3 separate regions of the Rattus norvegicus genome follow, and regions 1 and 3 are each linked to region 2. Evidence: chromatin contacts called from public Hi-C data. All regions are on one chromosome and are shown on one strand. The core of a region is the stretch at or near the end of the contact, and the rest is flanking DNA. Distances in the headings are between cores, read along the strand shown.

Evidence for each region. A called contact is a pair of places that touch in the nucleus more often than the background predicts.
Region 1: a contact with region 2 is called in a Hi-C map of prefrontal cortex, with 4 times the contacts expected there. The contact joins two enhancer-like sites. A contact is called at or near these places in 10 of 12 Hi-C or Micro-C datasets (the A7r5 cell line, the Rat2 cell line, Schwann cells and 6 more) and 1 of 1 datasets of contacts at active chromatin or transcription factors (oligodendrocytes).
Region 3: a contact with region 2 is called in a Hi-C map of frontal cortex, with 2.5 times the contacts expected there. The contact joins two enhancer-like sites.

What each region holds. Positions count from the first base shown.
Region 1 is chr13:74,542,092-74,546,228 of GRCr8, reverse strand. It overlaps a transcript of Tnr not described here. Among named protein-coding and RNA genes, the nearest start is that of Tnr, 81 kb to the left of the region's middle. Within about 2 kb of position 2,543, at least 15 of the 93 cell types and tissues checked have an H3K27ac peak or open chromatin away from gene starts, as enhancers often do. A contact at or near this core is called in prefrontal cortex, where this site is marked.
Region 2 is chr13:74,141,468-74,145,341 of GRCr8, reverse strand. No RefSeq gene overlaps it. Among named protein-coding and RNA genes, the nearest start is that of Mir1843b, 58 kb to the right of the region's middle. Within about 2 kb of position 1,696, at least 30 of the 93 cell types and tissues checked have an H3K27ac peak or open chromatin away from gene starts, as enhancers often do. A contact at or near this core is called in prefrontal cortex, where this site is marked.
Region 3 is chr13:74,449,583-74,453,601 of GRCr8, reverse strand. It overlaps a transcript of Tnr not described here. Among named protein-coding and RNA genes, the nearest start is that of Tnr, 170 kb to the left of the region's middle. Within about 2 kb of position 2,506, at least 5 of the 93 cell types and tissues checked have an H3K27ac peak or open chromatin away from gene starts, as enhancers often do.

The DNA.
Region 1 (4,137 bases), core at 1,294-3,793, 400 kb before region 2:
CTAGAAATCTTGACTTAAGAGCATGTTTACTTTTATGGGATTTGAACCTGAAGTGTAAACTCTGTCAGAGTAAGTCACGGTGAGTGCATCCTGAGACATGGAGCTGGGAGTCATTTGCTGGCAAGTTTGCAGGATTTTTAGACACCCTTTTAATGCCATGAAGGTGGAAACGGTGATTTTATTTTCCCTGTCGACCAGGTGGGCACATTGAGCTATACCTAAAAAATCTATCATTTAAGGTTACCCAGTCCAAAGAAGGAAAAGAATGAATGTGTGTGTGTGTGTATGTGTGTGTGTGTGTGTGTGTGTTTATAACAGGTGTGTGTGTATACATATGTATATGCATATATGTCAACTTCAACTAAAATAACTATGCATTTTCATTATTCTATAGTATGTATATATTTCTTATAAACATAATAAACTCAAGTATTAATTTGTTTCTTCTTCCTTTTACAAGATCCTGCCAGCATTTCACCTTTTGACTTCTTTACCTACTTACCAGTGAGGAAGACGGAGCTATGATGATTTATTCATTTTCACACATGAGAAAATAGAGCCCCAGAGCAGTAAAGCGATTCTCTCTCTCTCTCAGGATCACTCCAGACCTCGGAGTTTAAATAATGCCCTTTCTACCCCAGCACAGGCATCTCGGTAATTATGTCCAAATTCCTGGCCTAGCCTTTGAAACTAAAAGCTTCTCATTGGCTGGCTCCATGAATTATTAAAGGGTTCTGTAAAGAAAGGCCAGTCATGGTGGGCTAAGAACATTGGTAGTAATCAGACGAGTCGCCCTAGCCCAAGCCTCCTAGGAGTCATTTCCATAGCCAGCATTGGAATCCTCATCCATGAACCTCAGATTTCATCTCATTTTGGAGTTAAAAAAAAAAAAAAGAAGACATCTTTTTCCAGTTTTTTCCTCTTCTGGAGGAAGCTCACTTGCTACTCTCGTTTCCAGGAGTCATCTGGTGGTCTGATTGTCCTGCAGCTGAGTGGAAGTTGCTGGCATACAGCTGTGCACATCTGGCATGCAGGTGTGTTTTCTGAAAGCCTGACTCGTTTACCAGTTGATTTCTCTGGGGATGAATACAGAACAATCGCCCACTGTGTGAGAGGAGGTTGTCCTTGATGGGGTGTTAACTTCTTTCTAACATTTTTTTTTCTCTGACAAAGGCACTTTGGAAAAGACAATAGCAGATATGCACCTTAAGTAAAGGAGGAGTCTCAGGATTCTCATCCTCAAAAAAAACGAGTTGTTTTTCAGACTTGAGAGAGTTTGGAATGTTGGTGATGAAAAGTCACATTCATGAATATTTATGAGTTAGATGACATGATGGATTAGGAATACCCACAAAAATCATAGCCAGGCAGAGTGACACGGGGCGTGTAGCCCTGCAGCTCAGGAGGCTGAGGCAGGAGGATGATGAGTTCCAGACTAGCTTTGGTCATACAGCAAGACCCTGTTTCAAAAAAAAAATGTTCTATGTCAGCAAGTCAGGGACCTCGGGAGGCAGGATGGAACGAGAGGTATACTGGATTGGAGATTTTTATAGTACCAAATTCATTGAAAACTTTATGTAATTTTGGAAATTTCCATGATAAAATGTTAAAAAACAAAATCTGCTCTTACATATGGACTCCCAGAAGTATGACTGAGATTTTAAATCTCTTGTTAATTCCAGGTAATGAGTGGCCATTGAACAGTACAGTAAGCAGAACGTGAGGTGGGCAGGTCACCCACAGGTCAAGGGAGAGAGACAAAAAGAGAAGGGCCATGTTGCATATCACCTGCCATGTGCAAACCTCTCCTGTTCTTCATGTGCCATGAATATTTTCCTCCCTCTCTCTACAGTCTCCCCATGAAGAGTGAGGTTACATGGAGTCTAGAAATATAACCAGAAATGAAGCTTGGTGATGTCACGATGCACTGAAGCCACATTGTGTTAGAGAGCCAAGGAGTAACCTAAGGAGTAACAGAAGACAGAGGAAAAGGTGAAGGGATGCAGAATGGTAACAAAGCAACCATCAAATAAAGGAGGCCAAGGCATCTCCAGAGGAAGGGTCCATCTCCTGAGGCAGAGACTTACTTGAGCCACCCACCTGTGGTGTCAGAGGTGAGGGCTATGTACCTCAGGTCATTAGAAGAGATCCTGATGCCTCCTGGCACTCTTTGGGAACAGCTGGCTGTCCCACACCCACAAGGAAGGCTATACACCCATCCTGTAATAGCCTCGATGAAAATAATCATTTCTCTCTTACTGGTCGGGGCAGCTCCTTCAAGAGCCTTCTCAAACATAAAACATTCTACACTAACACTATGAATGGTCCCTCCTAGTGCCTGTGGATGTCCGGAATCAGCTTCTCTCTTTTCCTGCGACAGCTGCTCCAGCTCCCAATGGAGCCAGAGCCTGGGCAACGAGGTGAGAACCTTAGCTGTTTTCCAGAGATTCCGTATGGCAGCATGGGCCACAAATAGCTGTGCCAACTTGAGCAAGACGCCCGCTCCTCAGAGAGGAGGCTCTGTGTGCCTGAGTCAGACATGTTCTGTTCTCTCCCTCCATCTGACGCCAAGCCACAGAGATGCTCTCCGCTCAGGAGTTACTACACTCCTTTTCTTAGATGTCTGCCTCCACCCTGCTTTCCTTTGGCAGCTGCCCCCCTCCCCCGCTTCTATCTTTTGCCTACTGGTTATGCGTTATGTCTCCTTCCAAGCTGTCTGGTCAATATCTTACCCTCCTACTGGCCTCAGCCACCCAGACCTAGCCTCTCTTCTCTGATCTTTTCTCCTGCCTAGCCTACCCCCTCTTTCCTCCATACAGCTGGGCTCTTGGGGGACACGGCTGTCTGAGCTAAAGTTCCATGGGCACAGGTGGCTCTGGCAGATGTAAGCTCTTTCCATTCATGTGGGTAAACAGTCAACATTATATTAAAATATTCATTACCGAGGTCTCTGTCTGAATGTTAATCTTGGATGGGAGCTGATTCACAGTCCGGAGCACCGGCTCCTGGGCAGAGCCCGACAGTGATGCTATAACTATGTGGTGGCTGAGTGGTCAGGAAAGGTCAGCCCTGAGAGGAAAGCATTGATTTTTGCATTTGCTCTGGGGGGGGGTGATACATGGTGGGGCTTTCTGGCCAGAGAAACTGCTGTCTGCTAGGGAGGTCATGTCTTTGGAGGATCCACTGCACTGGTCGATGCCTGACTGGTGGGCTTGGACAGACTGTAGAACAAGCAGATATCTGACACCGGGCTCTTGGATGCCTCTTTATCACTTTCCTTTTTATATGTCTGGCTATGTGCTGAATGCTAAAATGTCTCCCAGGTCCTCACATACAAACTGGTGATCCATGTGCTCGCCTGTCTCAAGGTACATGCCACATGTCTCCTCCTCTGTTTGGACGGTTAAAACCCAAGCATTCGAGGGGAGCCTGGACAAAGCGTGAATGATACCAGAAAGCAAAATCGAGACTCTTTCCAAGGAGAGATTGCTGGGGGAAGGCTGAGCATGCTGCTCTCGATGCCTAAAATACTTCAGCATTAGGAAACATGTGGGTTGACTATGAGGATGTGGCTCTTCCCTATGGCGAGTTCAAATCTCATATTTTAGAGGGATTAAAAATAAGAGAACTGTGCAAATGTGGTACTCCGGGGAAACATCCTTCCTGGTCTTCAGTCTGCTATTAGCTCACATGCGAGCTTTAGCATACGTGTGTGAATCATGCATATTCATTCCCATCACCGCTTCTCATACCCTAGCGGACTTGTAGACCCAGCCAGTGCCTGCAAGGTGAACATGCTTCCTCAGGTAAGGATGAAGAGGTGCATTTTTCTTTCTGGTCTCAGGACTTCACAGACCAGTGCAGAAGAGAGGCAGATATATCATGAGTTAGTCAGGGCAAAGGGCTCTGGGATCCCAGAGGAAGAAGGACAACAGCGTCTCACAGAACAGGCAAAGTTGGAAGAGATTTCTAGGCTTCTTAAAGGCAAAGAGCCCTGTGACCGTCGCTGTGTGGTACTGGCTCCTGGCAAGGGTTCATTGGATGTTTATTGAATGAAAGAATGAAGTTGTCCTTAGGACATAAGTGATAGATGGGCCTTGCCATCCAGGTGCCGAGACTTGTTTGGGGAACAGACTA
Region 2 (3,874 bases), core at 447-2,946:
TGCTCGGTAGCCACATTGGGGGAGGGGGGCAGTAATTATACCCTACTGGAACCACAAAAGAATCAACCAACAGGAGGCGAAGCTCACCTTGCCTGCCAGAGATCACCAGGTCCTGAACTCTTTTCTTTACCCCTTGGGGGGAGGTAGGATATGTGTAGAGGTCACAGCAAAACTTGTGAGAGTTGGTTTTCCCCTACCATTTGGGCTCTGGGACTTGAACTCTCTCCAGCTCCTAGGTCTATATTCTTGAGCAAACTTCTTGCCCATGTCCTCAATTGAGAGACAGCCCCCATCCACTTTTCCTCTCCCTAAGTCTCCCTTTGCCTTTCTCTTTGAAGTCGGGCTACTTTGTAACTCAGGATGACCTCGAACTCACTTTATAGCCAAGGTTGACTGAACTTCTGATCCTACGGTCTCAACCTCCCAATTGCTGAGGTTACAGGTCTGTGTCTCCATAACCCCGTTACGCATTGCTCAAGAGCAAATCCCAGGCTTCATGTGCTAAGCAAGCTCTCTACAAGATGAGCTCCATCTCTGTACCCCTCTCAAGACTTTCCTGTCTCCTAGACAGGCTCTGCTCTGCACCAGCCTGACATGTGACATCGGTCTCTGAATGCTTTTGTGGCCAGATCACTGCATATAGAGAGATTAGAACAGACATATGCAGCCCTTGAGAGTGGTGGGAAAGTGGGTCTCAGGCTGGCCCAGGTCCCAGGCCAGGAAAGACCATCTCCTTGCTTGGGCACACCCACCTTTATTATATTGAAACACTGAAAACCCTTCCTGGACTTAACCTGTGAAATTGGCCCCATCTTGTCCTTGGCTTTAAGGCAGTGTCTAAGATCCAGACGGAACGCAATTGGAGAGAGCACGCCCTAGCCATATTGCACTCATTTTTCTTTCCGATGACTTTTGTGGCCTTCCTTGGGGCTGTCTCTGACCTTGAAGGTCAAGTTTATCTCAAGCAAATACTCTGATCTTTAAGCACAGAAAAGCCAGGGACATCTCAACCCTGGAGTCTTCTGCAAGCCGTTACGTGCCACTCCCTGCTCATACTTCCTCTTCTTGACCTTTTCAGACATCTTTCCCACCTATGCTTGGACACTCCACAAACATGAAACTCAGTCCTTCACTTTGCCTCAGTAGGCTTTCCCCGCGTCCCCCAAAATATCTCCCTCCTACCCTCTCTGCACCTCTCCCCTAAATTCCATCAACAAATGGAGTTAATGATGATAACAATACTAATAGTAATAATAATAACAATAATTCTGTGATAGCGAATGTGAATATTTGAGGACTACTTGACATGCTGGCTTCAAGGCCCTTATAACAACATCATTAGATAAGTACCCCTGTCCGATGTTAGAGGAAGGTAAAAGAGACTGAAAACAGTGAGATTTGCCCAGGTTTATAGTTCATAAGCACAGCGCCAAGGCCTCAAACTGAGGCCTGCCTGTGTAACTTCAGAGATGCCTGTGTCCTATCAAGCAGCTTAGGGAAAGTAAAATGAATGGTCCATGCACACAGGAAATGAAATTTTAGCAAGGAGACAGTGCAGATGCATGGAAAATTCCTAAGACGGTTTCTATCCAGAAATGTTTCATAACTAGGAATCTGGAAGACGAAGGCAGCGTGCATGCGTGGGATGGGCCGCCTAGCTGCCTCAGTAGCTGTGACAGGCTCCTGCGTCCTGCTCTCCCTGCCTGCTGAGAGTGCCCCTGCCCACTTCCTGGCCCCTCCAGCGTGAGCCTCACACAGCTCCTCCAGTCTGATTGACTGCAGCACAGAGACAGCAATCCCCCCGCACACCCCACCCTACCCCCAGCTAGATTAGCAAAGCAGCATATGCTGCTGTGGAAAGTTGAACAATTGTGCTTCTAAATAACAGCTCAACGTGAATAGAAGGGATGTCACAGGCAGGAGATGATTAATTGCGAAATGAATCATTGAAATTGTAATTTCAGTGGACTGCATGCTTGCCGCAGGCCAGAATTGTAAGGAGAGACCAGAAGGAGGCTGAATGGCCTGGCCAGGCAGAGAGGGCAGTGTAGATGAAGGCCAGGGGGACAGGGTCAGAGAGGCACTGCTGAGAGGTTGCATGAGACCACAGCACAAAGGCCCGCCTTCACCTTAGTGTCAAGAACCCCTTGGAGCCAGGATTGCAGCCCTGCCTGCCAGGCCGATCTCCCCATGATGACCCATCGCACCTGGCCTCCCACCTGCTCTCTGGCTCTGTGGGATCCAAGTTCTCATCCCGAAGGCCTCCTATGACCTACTGGCCTCCTTTGTGCATCAGCTGCTCACCCTGCACAGCAGGTAAAAGGGCAGATCTCTCATCTATCCTGAGAGTGGGAAGGCTGCTGAGCTGGGATGGGAGAAATGAAAATGCAGCGTGCTCTGTCATGCTGGGGTTCGTTTTCACAAGAGCTCCAGGTCCCATTGCCTGAAATGTAGGACAGTGGCATAAGCAGAGGCTCATGCTGCCACCGCGATCTCAGCCTTCCTCCTTAAGGGGTGTTGAAATTGTGTGGTCCTGGATAATTTTCTTAACCTTCCCGAGCCTTAGTTTTCTTATGTATGATGTGGAATTGTACACAAACAGATCTTTGGATAGGCTTCCAAATTGCAAGTCAAATCCCCTGCCTAGAGTTGGTCCATGGTAGCACAGATCCATAAAAATGGAGGCTATCGGGCTGGCAAGATAGTTCAGTTAGTAAAGTGCTTGCCATACAAGTCAATCACTACCACCCATATAAAAACTTGATGTGGTGGGACACATGGCAGGGCACATCTGTAATCCCAAGCCTGGTGTGGTAGGCTTGACTTGTGAGATTTGGCCCCCTGTCATCGCAGCCTGATGTGGAGGGGCACACCTGTCATCCCAGCTCTGGGGGTGCAGTGGTGGGAGGATCTTGGGGCTTGCTGGCCAGTCCGTCAAACTGAAGTGATGAGCTCCAGGCTCTGTGAGAGACCCTATCTCAAAAAACAGGATAGGGATCTACAGAGGAAGACACCTACCCTCAAACTCTGGCACGCCCGTGTGTGCGCACGCGCACGCGTGCACACACACACACACACACACATACACACAAGCACACAAACACACAAGGGTAGTTTATTATCAAAGAATAGTCCAACAACAAACAATAAAACCATCTGTTTTAGGAAGGCACTGTTGGGAGCAGAGGGAGGCCTGAGTGACTGAAGTCTTGATGACTTGTACTGTTGGCATGAACACAGCCATGTCCAGGATTCTATGCCTCAGCCCCATGGGAGTGGCAAAGCCTTCCCTGGGTGAGTGTCAGAGACAAGCTTTCCTCGGGAGTCTGAGTTCAAATGATTGACCAGTGTATACAAAAGCTAGCAACTGCAGCCTTTCTCCTGGATGTCTACAGCCTGAGGCTGTCGCTTCAAAAACCTCCAACCAAGACCAGCTGGCCCCTCCCCCTGTGCTGTACCAAATAAACACATTGAGGTTCTGGGTTACACCAGGATAGGTGCCTTTCCACCAGAAGGTACACATTCCACCTGACCTTAGCTTTCTGTACATCTGTCTGTCTGTCTGTCTGCCTGTCTGTTTGTCCTTTCTTTATTCCTCCACCATCCCTAGTCAGGGTTCAATGATCAAGACATGTGGGTTATGGCAAGACAAGACATACTGGAGACCACAAGTTAAATTAAGGCTAGTCTGCCAGGCCAGCCAGAGCTACTTAGTGTTAATAAACAATCGCCACCACCACCCATATAAAAACTTGATGTTGGTGGGACATGTGGCAGGGCACATCTGTAATCCCAAGCCTGTTTCATTGAAACAAAAAAGGCAGAACAGAATGTGGTTGCAACTGAATGACTGTGTGAAGGTAGCTTTTTAATG
Region 3 (4,019 bases), core at 1,257-3,756, 310 kb before region 2:
TTAATGAGCCACACAAGAATAGCAGTCTTGCTACATTATAATCATGGTGGGCACATGCAGTATGCTCTCTGCCTTCCTTCTGCAACTCTCAGGCTGAGGAAGCTTGTGGGACTCTTTACCCACTTTCAAAGAAGCCTCTTTGTAAATTTCATTTTGTAGGCTCAAAATTGTCCATAACATTTTACCTACTCTTATTTTCAATCCAAGAGGAGAGGAGAAAGGGGATGGATTTTGTATTTGACGGTCAAAACAAGGAGAGCTTATATTTCCTCAATCCTCCCGCCATCTTATGGCCTGTGGATTTATTTAAATTCACAGTGCTGTCTTTCCATTGTGAGAATGGGGAGACTCTTGATAGTTTTATAAGAAGAACAAAGGGTTTCACATCCTCAGGAAGTCTTCTTTGAAAACAAACACTGATCTGAAAGGTGCCTAGTTCTGATTGACTGTAAGTCCTTCCAGGTTTCCAAATAGGAACCCTGCCAGGCCAGTCATCAAATCTGAAAGCTCAGTGGAGCAAACATGACAGCTGCCTTTTAAAAACTCATAGAAACTCCTGTGTAGTGCAAGGCTGGACTAGGCATAGCATAGGAAGTCAGTGCAACAATGATATTCATGAGAATACAGTCAGGGACCCCGATCCTAGCTTTCTGAATGGTCAGGGTCTTCCTTCAGGGCAAGGGCTATCCAAGTATGTGCTGTGGCTGCACGAGCAGCCTCTTGAGTTAGCCCCAGAAGCTCAGACCCACCAGAGCAGGAAACTGTTCCTCCCTTGGCATGCTGCTGAAGTCTCTTGGCAAAGAAGCAGGTCCTAGCTCGTCAGAAATTCTATCTTCGGCAGCCATGAGCAGATGGATTGGGGTTTCCTGGGGTCAAGCATTTGTACTTGTCCGGCTCCTCCTCCAAAATGGATATTTATAGTTGAAAAACAATCTGTCGATTGGGAAGTGTAAGGAATCCTCTCCTCAGGAGGGGGTAAAGAGAGAAATCATGGTGGGTGTTCGGATGTTTACACAGAACAAGGCCTTCATGTCTCCATGACATGAAGCTTTGGTATCTTTGGGGCAAAGTTTCTTATTCGATTGGGTTGTCATTTTGTAGATTTAAAAATGCAAAAGACCGGATAAAATGATCTGACGTATAGCTGGTGGTGCTGAGCGATAAGGATCCCAGTTACCAGGATGGGGACCTTGTGCTATGACAAGTTATAACATGAGCAAACTTCTACCCATCCATCCACATCTATCCTTGAGGGGACTAACATCACACTTGGATCAGAATTAGAGATCTTTTCAGGTCCTGGATGACATGAAAACCCTACAGGCCAGGACTCATTCAAAGGGCTCATCAACCAACTAAATTCACAAACTCTGGGAGGTATCAGAAAGACGCTCTTTCATGCTGCAAAAGCGAAGGTAGAACAACATTCTGAATATTTGGTCATGGGTTTTCCTTTAGATGCAGTTCCTTTTTACCCTACTTTTGATGTGCTGTCAGACAGCTCTGAGATTAGCTGAATGATGCTCTCTGCCCTCCCATGATAGAGAAAGAGGGCTGCCACCAGTTGCTGGTGTCTTATTCCTGACCACCTTAGACTTCAGAACAGTGAGAAAGTGGTTTCTATTCCTTATAAATTGAACAGCCTCAAGTTTTCTGTTACAGCAGCAGAAACAATCCAAGACAACAGGACAAGTGTGGATAGACTGAGGGCCTGGGACAGTAACCCCTCTTCCTATCACTCCCCATGCTCCTTGGGGCTTGACTAGATTCCAAGGGGACTGAAGGAGATCCCACAAACCTGACTACACAGCACAGAAAAAGCCTACAGTTCACCAGCAAGGAAGCCTGCCAGAACAATCGGAGGCAGGTGGGTGTTGAACTGGTTTGGAGCCTCAAAGTCAAAGCCTGTGACAGCTGAGGCAGGGGCATACCTGGCTAGCTACACAGATGGACAAACAAAGGGAGGAGCAGAAATGAAAGATGGAGATAAAGCTGCCACTGTTTTAAAAATAACAAACTCACTTCTGCTACAGTGAACTCAGTAACATAACAGCATTGATTTGTATATTCATAATGGCAGAAAACTGGAGAGCAACCACCTCTTGACAATTAACCACTCTTCAATGGTATTACAGTGGCAATTACACTTCTATGTGATGTTTAGAGGGGACAAATCCAGAAAAGGAAAGGAACATCTCCAGTTGGGAGAGGTTGTGCAATGATCACAGCATTTCTTAATCAAATTTAAGGAAGCCACACACTACAGCGAAGTGGAAGATCCAGTAATATCACAAAAAAGGACCTACCTGAGAGTGCGCCTATCACTACTGTACTCAGAGCTGAGGACCAGCAGACCACAGACGTGAGGCCGACCTGGACTATATACTTAAAGGTCTTAACTCAAAAACAAGCAAGCAAAACGTAAAACAAGGCAAAAGGAAAAGTGCTTTAACTCCACATTCTAAAGTCTGGGGATCAGGGAGCAGGCTGCCAAGCCTGACAGCCTGAGCACTGTCTTTGGGGGCCACACAATACAGGACAAGAACTGACAGCAGCCGACATGTCTCAAGAAAAGAAGGGATTTCTCCAAGCGACAGTCACGGAACCCAAATGCACAGAGGTTCAGATTCCTCGTCTGAAAAGAAAATGACGACACAGATCTTGAAGGGTGATTGCTATTGATGTTACGAGTTAAAGTGTATCTCCCCAGAAAGGTATGGAGAAGCCCTAGGCTCAGCTTTCAGAATATGACCTGACTTAGAAACAGAGTTCTGTGGATATCATAAAGAGAAGTAAGCACCTTCATCCTATGCAACTGTCTTCCATAGAAGAAGAGACACGGATATGCAGGCACAGAGGGAAGAACACAGGAAGCCAGGGAGAAGACAGTGATATATTTATGATATCTACATCATATATATATATATATATATATATATATACATTCTGTCATATATATATGACAGAAGTGGTATCTTTAAACTCTCGACTGTGCCAGAAATCGTGGCAAACACAGATGCCAAGGCCAGGAAGCATGGTTCCCTCTGCAATGTTAGACAGCATGACCCCACCTGGCTTTGTGTTCTCAGTCCCCAGACCTGTGAGACAGTAACGATGCTGTTGTTTTAAACCAACCCATTTCGGTTCTTTGTTAGGGCACCGGCTTAGGAAAATTCCTGCTAACTCTGACTGCATGGTGTTTGGAAAATGTCAGCCACAGAGAAGGTTCTGAAGCACTGAGATTTACACTAAGCAATACTTGCCAGTCCATGCTCGCCTCACACTGCGACTCTAGATACAAGGTCCGAGGAGCTTCTGTTCACAGACAACCTTGGCTCCTGTCAATATTTTCCGTCTCACAATATGAGAACAACAATGAAAAGAAGTTGTCAACGTTATTACTAGTCTACAGCCCCATTTTTTTTAAATGGACTGGCTTAATTTATTTCTAGCCTTTGGGGCTTATAACTAATTAGTGCAGCTGAGTATATATTAAGTGCAAATGAACATCGCTACATCTCCTCACAGCTCTGAGGAGGGTGGGTGCCTCAGTACCTTCCTGGACAGCCACATGGAAGCAGCCTGGACATTCTGGAATGTGCTTGTAGGTTTCACTCGCTCCCTTTTGCTGCTTCCTGCTCAATGACATTGATATTAACAAAAGTGAGCTCATAAGACCTGCATGCATGCTCTAAGATCTTTATTCATACGGAATTCTTTATCCCTCTTCTCAAAACCTGATGAGCGGGCACAGTTACGCCTTGCAGGAAAATAAAAGGCTCAAACCCGTATCTCAGACAGAGGCCCAGGGATAGGAGGAGGGTAAGATAATGGTCCTAAAGTCCCGTCAGTCATAACTATGAAACTGGGATTTGAACTTAAGTTCTCAGACTTAAGCGCTAAGCCTGTTAGCTGTCGTTTTCTGTAAAAGCAGCTCATAAAGAGGTTCTGCAGCAAACTCACAAGGTAGGGAAAATGTGTTTGCTGTGTCTCAAGAATATTGAGATAGTAATATCTTG